2 separate regions of the Anas platyrhynchos genome follow, and region 1 is linked to region 2. The links are chromatin contacts, called in public Hi-C maps. All regions are on one chromosome and are shown on one strand. The core of a region is the stretch at or near the end of the contact, and the rest is flanking DNA. Distances in the headings are between cores, read along the strand shown.

The links. Hi-C and Micro-C count contacts between places; a contact is called where the count stands out from the background.
Region 1: a Hi-C map of skeletal muscle shows a contact between it and region 2, with 1.6 times the contacts expected there. The contact joins two enhancer-like sites. A contact is called at or near these places in 2 of 8 Hi-C or Micro-C datasets (skeletal muscle and subcutaneous adipose tissue).

The regions. Positions count from the first base shown.
Region 1 is chr6:35,580,416-35,584,757 of IASCAAS_PekinDuck_T2T, forward strand. It overlaps GRK5 (G protein-coupled receptor kinase 5), which reads left to right. Exons shown (of 17, transcript XM_038181479.2): 6 at 1-93; 7 at 3,097-3,160; 8 at 3,706-3,846. Among named protein-coding and RNA genes, the nearest start is that of RGS10, 71 kb to the right of the region's middle. Within about 2 kb of position 1,921, at least 1 of the 8 cell types and tissues checked has an H3K27ac peak or open chromatin away from gene starts, as enhancers often do.
Region 2 is chr6:35,459,091-35,463,390 of IASCAAS_PekinDuck_T2T, forward strand. All of the region lies in intron 1 of GRK5 (G protein-coupled receptor kinase 5), which reads left to right. Among named protein-coding and RNA genes, the nearest start is that of GRK5, 22 kb to the left of the region's middle. Within about 2 kb of position 2,606, at least 4 of the 8 cell types and tissues checked have an H3K27ac peak or open chromatin away from gene starts, as enhancers often do.

The DNA.
Region 1 (4,342 bases), core at 671-3,170, 120 kb after region 2:
ATCTGTCCTTGACCACCTCAGTGGGGAACCATTCCAAGAATACCTAAACAGCATGTACTTCGACAGGTTTCTGCAGTGGAAGTGGTTGGAAAGGTAAGTCACAATATTTTATTTATTTATTTATTTGTAATAGAAACGAATACAAAAGGTTTATTTCACTTTCCATGCAAAGCTCATAGAATGCTGCCAAAATCTGACAGCTGAGATGGTGCACGTACAGTCCCTTTGTCTTGAAGGCAAAATCAGTTTTGTCCTTTCTTCAGCATCATTAGTACCTCTTCCCAGTGCTTGCCATTTATGGCCTTCTCAATGCAGCAATTCTCTCCCTCTTTATGCTGTTCTCCTTCAAAAGATCCATCAAGACTCATTCCCTGTCCCCTGAGCTGTATTCCAGGGAAGCTCACCCAGAAAAGCTCTCCAGCCACTGCCTTCTATCTCGAGGACACCGCTGTCCTGGAGGTGGCAGGCTCCAGCAAGCAGCTTGGGCAGCTTCTTTGCCCAGTATGCTTGTGCATGCCTGGTGAATAGGACAAGACGTACAGCCCATAAAAAGTAAGAATCCAAGTCTCCTCTGTGATCTGGGAAACCTCAGTGGCCAATTTCATTGTAGACCCTGTCACAATGAGCTATTCATGGCACAGCAGGAGGACACATTGCACTTGTTTATGACCTAGCCTCCTGCATCTATAGCGCGAAATGTACGATACACATCCAGTCTCTGGCTTTTGCATTCACAAACACTGCCCAAGCAAGAGGGAAACAGATGCTGCTTGGTAGGGAAGTAAATAATAAAAGAGAAATCCATCCCAAAACACTAGGGAGCCTGTTTTGGCTTCTAAAGCTTGAATGTTCTGCTGTTTAATGGTATTAGGTACGATTAAAATACATTCAGATTTTTTTGTTGTCTTTCTATTTAGCTACGCTCCGAATATGGTGACTTTTTGTCTAGACCAGTTATCACAATTATTAAAACACCGTAAAGAGACAAAAATGCAGCATATAGGTCCCACATGGTATTTATTGGCTAGACACTGAAGAGCACATTTAATGAGCAAGCTGCCTTAGTGGGTATTAATTTGCAGGGAATGGGACCTTTGCCCCCTCCTTGCTGGTGAGTGCCGTAGCAGATGACCACTGCTGGGTGACAGCGACCTTGAGTCAAGAGAAGCCCCAGTTGCCACAAATGGAATTAATTACGGCAGATGAGCTGGGACCAGATCCTCGAGTGGTGGATATGAGCATAAGGGCTCGGAGATCAAAGGAGCTGTGCCAGTTACTCTCCCTGGAAAGCTACACAGCTGCCGCACAGGGGGAAGGGAGGTGGTGGGCAGAGGGGAGAGCCGCTTCATGCCAAGACATGCTCCACATGCCACCTCCTCTGAATCCAGCATTTACTCTTCCATTTCAATTGAAAAACATCAGATGATTCATCTCTAGCCAGGCTATTTCCCAGCTATTTTCACATTCAGGATAAGGAATTTTCTCAAATGCTTTGAGGATTTTATTTTTTTCCATTCCCCCAACAAATGTGACAAGCTATTGGCTGTGCCTATCTGGCTTAAGGAGAACTGTTTTTAGGATTAGCAAAGAGCTGTTAGTAGCGTGGAGTGATCAACAGCTCCTTCTGGCAGCCTGCTGGCTCCAGTGAAGAGTCAAACAGTCGATTTACTCCAGGGACATTGCTGAGCACGTAGTTATCTCTGCTAATTGTTGCTTTTAACCCTAACAGAATTTGCAGTATCTTCTTAGAAGCCTGAAAACAGCATTTTTCCTCTTTCCGTTTTGGCTATTTGCAGAGTTTTCTCCCTCTACTTTTAAAAACAATGATGAGCATAAATGAAACAATTCACTTTAACGTTTATTCCTTATTGTCATCAACCTCATCATCGCCGCCGCTGGAACAGCCGCGTTTTTGTGCTCCCTCTGCCGGCTGGCTGCCCGCCAGAGGAAAACAAAGCTCCGACGAGGTTCTGATGAACGTTCATATCGACTGCTAATGCAATTTTAAAACTTTAGTGATAGACTGGTGGACACAAAATCAGATATCTCAGAGCCCTGAGTTCTTTCTCTGTCACACTGTAAAACTGTGATGATAGCAAAAGCGGTAGAAGCCAGATTTAGGGCTGGAGCCCTTTTGGTAGAGCAGATTTTTGTGGGAATTTTATTAGATCTTGTACCCTTATGGAGCACTCTGCTGTCAGAAAGACTTATTTAACCCCTAATTTGGCCTTTAAATTGCTACAGAAAATGCACACAGGTTAACTCACCAGAGGGGAAAAAATATATAAAATAAAAATAAAAAAATAAAAGACCCTCTGCTTAATTTGCTCAAGAAACTGAACCAGAAGAAGACTTTCTTGTCAGGTGAATGGTTGCAGCTAATCTGTTTCACGTGCCTGAAAGGAAAGAGATGCTCTTCCTCCTTTCTTGCCCAGCGGTGCTGTCCCCAGAGGCAGGTAATTCAGGTCGGGTTGGAAGGGCTCCGAGCCATGCTTCCTGCTCTTACCCTTCTGTGAATGGGATCCGAGCTCTCCTCTCCAGTTCCTGAGATTGTTTTTTGCTTGTTTCATATTGATTTCCTGTTTTGCTTAAGGTCAAGAAAATAGAAGTATTTTCATAGTGGTTGAATCTTGGATCTCTTTTTCTCAGCTTGAAGACCAAAGTAATTAGATGTTAGCCCAGCACGACCCTTAAAAAATTCCTCTGCATCACAAGATGAGCTGTGGAATTAAAATGCTGTTGCAAGCTCTCAGGCCTCGTCTCTGCTTGACAAAGGCCAAAACTGTGTAACGGAGATTCAGTACCCTCCTCGGTCCTAAGATGCTAGCAGAAATTATCCTGATGACTCACTAATGTGTTGTATTTTATTACAGCTTAATATGTTGGAATTGAAAAGTTCAGGCCATACATAGTATTGAAGTAATGTAATTACATAATTATATATTATATTATATAATATAATTACCTTGAAATAATGTGATTATATAATATTTATCTATTTTGCTTTTCAAAAGTATGCCCTGAAATAAATAAATCACAGAGAGTGCATTAAATGTAGTGTGTCTTTTTTTTTTTTCTCTCTTCCTTTTCTTCCAGGCAACCAGTAACGAAAAACACGTTTAGGCAGTACAGGGTGCTAGGGAAAGGCGGCTTTGGGGAGGTGAGTGATTCTGAAAGTTTCTGTTAAGACTGTTTCTTGCTTCTCAGGCACTGCAGGTTACAGTATCTTGATGAGACAGAGGCTGATTTTCATTAATTGCTGACGGTTTTACTTAACCTCTCTTGACACTGCAATCTCAAAAGAACACTTTCGAAAATTATTTTGTGTTTGACTGTTGCAGTCACAGTGGAATTAGGGTCACACCCTACTTGTATTTTACTAATGGCTTGAGGTCACTGCCTGGGCAGCAGAGTCCGAGGAGGCAGAGGCAGGCCTTTGCGGAGCAGATTACCATCTACACAGACAAAAGGAGGTGGGATAGGAAGCAGGCGGAGGAAAGTGGAATAATTAAACCAATATTACACAGCAGGTTTGGAAACTGTAGACGGTTCCCCAGATGCCCCCGCCTAAGCCTTATTCGCTCCACCACTGTCTCTAGCCTTAAAAGGACTAAATCAGATCAGACCAGATTGTGAGGAGCAAAGTGCAACCCAGAAAAAGTGTTTTCTTTGACTTACCCAGCAATTGTTCTCTTTAATTCTCAGGTCTGCGCTTGCCAAGTCCGAGCAACAGGGAAGATGTACGCCTGCAAAAGATTAGAGAAGAAGAGAATAAAAAAGAGGAAAGGCGAATCCATGGCACTAAATGAAAAGCAGATTTTAGAAAAAGTCAATAGTCAGTTTGTAGTGAGTATTGAACTCTCTAGAGCTTAGTTCTGTGCTCACCTGCTGGGCACCCTCTCCTGTTGTATCTGATCCAACTCCTGTTACAGAAAAGGTGCCATTTTCTGTAGGGAACCAATCCTTCCACATTTCACCTTAGTCCTGCTCCATGCACGTTTGCAGAGTCTCGCTTTTATCTGTGGTCTGTGAGAAATGCACCAAGCAAGGTGCCTGTTTCTACCATGTGAGCTTGATGCTCTTTACAGCCTTGACTTGCATCAGGGCTTGCATCAGGCTGAGCTATTTTTATCCTGCGTGATTACCTGAATCCCCAGAGCCTGGGAGAGAGGAGCTTGGAGCAGACTGAAGGAGATTCAGCCCAAATAGATCAGAAGAGACTGGCTGGTAGGGGCATCTAGCCAGTGATGTGGAGCTGGTCTGCCTGACTTGGGATTTTCCTGAGTTCTGCCAGCTCTTGTGGGCTATCTGGGAACCCACTGAGATGGTGTTTTTTTGACAG
Region 2 (4,300 bases), core at 1,356-3,855:
TGTATCTGTAGGCTTGGTTAATAAATAATTATGGTGTAAAATTAAACATATGGAAAATATTTCCTTTTCTGTTTTCTAATTTATAACTTAATTTAAACATTTTTTGACGATGGTCTTTTCTGCAAAGGAAAATAGCTGGAGTATGGACAGGTGATTAAAGATATTTAATTTTCACCTTTAAATATTAATTTCTCTCCCAAACCCTTATGCATGGGAAAATTTATACATATGAATTGTTCATCTAACTTTAAAATAGGACGTATGTGACTTCAGAGCCAACCTCTGAAAGGTGACTTGCAAGTAAAATCTGTAAGAGTTTCAAGAATTTGTATTAAATCATTGTTCCATGAGGCAATCATGCACAAATCCGTCTGCTTTGAGGACAAGTCTGGGACCTGTTTCCAAAGTATATGAACAGCAGCAGTTTTTGCCAGTTGGCAGCCGGGGACCTGAAATATCTGTTATTTTTTAGTGCAAGTACGCCATGCTACAGTCTGCGATTTAGAAGGTTAGTGTTTGCAAATCATACATAAAAACTTCCTTTTGTTTCATTTGTAAGCTTTTTAATTCAGCTGGTGTCCAGAATATTGTTAAACTCAAGGGTATTAAGTGCAATGGTTTTGTTTTAAAATCACAGTTTTAATGCATTTTTGGTATTTTGAACTCCAGATGCATTCTTAGAACATTGAACATTTTTCAGCTACCAAAACTAAGATTGAAATAAACTGTAGTGGTAGCACACCTTGGGCTCAGATTTTCTATAAAATCTCCCTAAAGGTTTTTCTAAAGATCTTTCTGAACTAAAAATTTGACCAGATGTAACAGGCTTCCATATTGAGAACAAAATGTTTTGATGCTGCTGATGCTGAAGAAGGAATTATTTCTTAATTACTTTAACGTCTGTTTAACTGGCTTTCTGGCATCTCTACCTTGTGTTGCTGTGTGTCAAGTCAGGGTATTATTTTATTTGTTTTAGAGCATGTATTTGGGCAGGTCTTTGCACCTCCTATTTATGAATGATACCATAGATGGGGTTTCTTAGCCTAAGCGTGGCTAAGACAAATACCAGTGGAGTCTGATGGAAAATGTACAGCCTTAATAGACGTGCTGTTATGCCCTGTTGAATTTTGTTGTAGTATTTATTTTGCTCAGAAAGAGAAAACAAGTAATTAGCCAAGAAAGCTCACAGCTGCATAGCATACTCCCCTCTCTCCTATATACACACAGCCTATTGGTATATTCAAAACTGGCACTAATGAAACATAAATAGATTCTTTTCCTGTATGGAAAAGACTTTTAACGTTGAATGGGAATGAAAGCAATAGGTTTCTTTGGAAATCCTTGTTACTTGGGGTCTAAGTTTGGATTTGGGGTTCTAAAGGTGTCTGCAGTTCCCTCCTGCATGGTACGATGTCTCCATGGATTTGCTTATTGTGTTTTACTTGTTTGTTTAAACCTGTCAGGAGATGGGACCCTGTTTGTAGAATTCTAGCCTTGCTGTTTGCCACAAAATCTGAGCTTGGGTTAAAGTTGGTGTTTTGAGGTGGGGACAGCTGTAAAACCCCAGCCTCAACCATCTAAAACCTCAGTCAGAGCCATCTGATCCAGGATGTACCTGATGTTGCGGAAATTCTGAAATCATAGTTCTGAGATAAAATTTATGTTATTTTTGAAGAGGAAAGTATGGTATCCAGGGAGGGAAATGATTTTTTTTCTACCCAAAATCTCCAGAAGAAACCTTTCTTTGCATAGTTGTGTAAACAGCATGCTTCAGTCCCTCTGTGTACCAAATCTCCTCTTCCCCCTCTGTGCATTTCAGCCTGCATCTGTGATGTGCAGTGCTTCCAGCAGTGACCCCTTATTTTGGCAGCACTTTTGGCAGTGCCCACCAACGTCGTGCTGCCACAGGCCTGTCCCTCCGTGGTACGGGCACCTCTTGTCAAACTGAAATAGCTGCCACGTGCAGGCCGGCCAGGGCTGCACACCAGGCCTCGGTCATGTACAGCCACGCCTGCTCCATTCTTGTCTGCTTCTGGGTGAAAAACCACAGGCCGTGTCCTTTCATCACCCATATTTACCCCTGGGTTTGGTGCTAAGAGACATTAGCAAGCAGTGTGATGCCATGGTGGTGGTTCTTATCTCTACACGCTGTGGCTCTGAAGCGTTTCTGGTCAGGGATGCCTCGCGTTCCTGGCATAGCATGATAACATCTTCACCGCGGTGCTCTGTGCTCTGCAAGGCCTTGAACAACATTCAAATAGGCTTTCTGCCTTTTCTTTTAAAGGGGGGAAAGGTGATTTGGCTTCAGATGAGACAGGATGGATTGGCTTACATAAGCTGCATGAAATGTAGCAAAGTCCTACCCTGCAGCACCCTCACAGTAGGGACAAGCTAATGAATTCCCCATTCCCGTGCTCGTAGAGCGACTTGGAAGAATATAGTTTTCTACTTGAGTGAAACATGCTTCCTTTCTAATTCTTCTGCACTTTTTAACAATTGCCCTTCTGTCCAGCCAGTCCCTTGATACCAATAGGAGAGCTCCTATTGACTTCAGCAGGATTTCCATTGAGGGCCGCGGGTGCCTGATGTCCCTATCTGCGGATGAGATAACAGCACTTTGCATAGCAGAGGTGTGGCACACAACAGCTAAAAATAAAAGGGAGAGAAGCAGACAGACCTGGCCTATTCTTTCCCCTTGAAAACCTTAGAAAAGCCTGTGCAAGTGGCTAAGGGAAAGGCTGACCCAAGCCCGGCCACATTAAGCATCTTTCCCATTATCTAGCAGGAACCCCTCCTCCAGACTTTCCATGTGGCAAGGAATTTCCTCTTCTGTCTGGCTGAATTTTTGGAGAGCCTTTAATATTGGCAGTAGCTCTGCACATTTTTTTTTCTGGGGAACTTGGTGGAAGTTGAGCTGGGGCGGTGAATTATAATGAAAGCAAAGAACACAGCCTCACGTCCTGCCCCGCGGGCTCGGTTTCTGTGGTTGCTTTGCCAGCGTTGTGGCTCCGTGTGAGGACCTGGGGCTGCTGGACCCCTAGCCCCACAGAGGTCCTGTGGGTTTGAGCTCTTGATCTCTGAACAAAATGCCCTCCTCTTGGAAGGAAAGCCTTCTTTCGCCAGGGTGTGTGCCAGCAGGCTGCCAGAGGGAGGTGGGGGGTGATTTATAGACAATGAGAGATTTTCAAGAGGTCTCCTTCCTATATGCAGGGCATCATAGGCAAGGATCATTAAACTGGCCCCCAAACTTGTGTTGAATTGTGCCAGAGCTGAAGGGTACTGGTGACTAAGTTAGATAAACTTTGAAATGCCTAATTGTTCTGTTTTTCAAACGCACCCTCACTGTAATGTTCAGTGCTTTAATAACAGTTTCCTTAGAAAGTTCAAAATGTTTTATGTGTCACAATGCCAGAAAAAATAACTTGTAGGGAAACAAAACAAATATGTAATTCTTAATGGGAAAAGGTCACTTTTCTATCCCTTCCTCCTACCTGCTGGAAACGCTCGTTTAACTGAACCGGTGTCCCCCAAACCTTTTTGTCTGCATCTTGCTTCTCACCTCGACAATTTCAGCCTCTTACCACAGTCCGTGCTGCCTGCGTGTAGGTGACACCAGCTCCTGCCTGCTCCGCGTGGCACAGCAGGGAAGAGGTGCTGGCCACAGCAGACCTCGATGCTGACAGCCATGCACCTCCCTGCTGCTTATCTTGCCCGGCGTCGGGCCAAGCCATGGGCCCTCCAGCTTTGTTTTCTGTCCTAGGTGGGTTTGTGTCCCCAGTGAAACTTTGGACCCTGGGCACGGCACGTTGTCACGTAAGGAAAAAATAATAATAATAATAAAAAAAAAAGCAACAGGGAGATATCGGATCAGGGATAAGATGGGGACGTGGGCTGGTTTGGAGGTCGCAATGTGCGTGCTTGGCAAGCTGGTGGCAGGGCTGGAGCAGCATCAGAGGCGTCTGACCGACCGGCCACTTGTTCTGGGGGACAATCAGTGTCCCAGGGACACAATGGGAGGGGAATTACTTAGTCACAGGCACACAGAGAGAGGAAGCCTCCACTTGACAACGTGGATATTTTTGCATGTGGTTATTTTCTTCCAGTTTTGCCTCTGCGTATCAGCAAAGAGGCTGCAGATTCCTCTAGAAGCAGTAAGAGGAAGTGAAGGTAGAGCAGGGAATGAAAATGGCTAAATTCTGGGTAACCACCGTGCCGTGCTGCCTCCACACAGCCCGTGCACGCTACACACGCACCAGATTGCTGCTGAGAAGTGCTTCTCTTCTACTCGTGGCTGAAACCA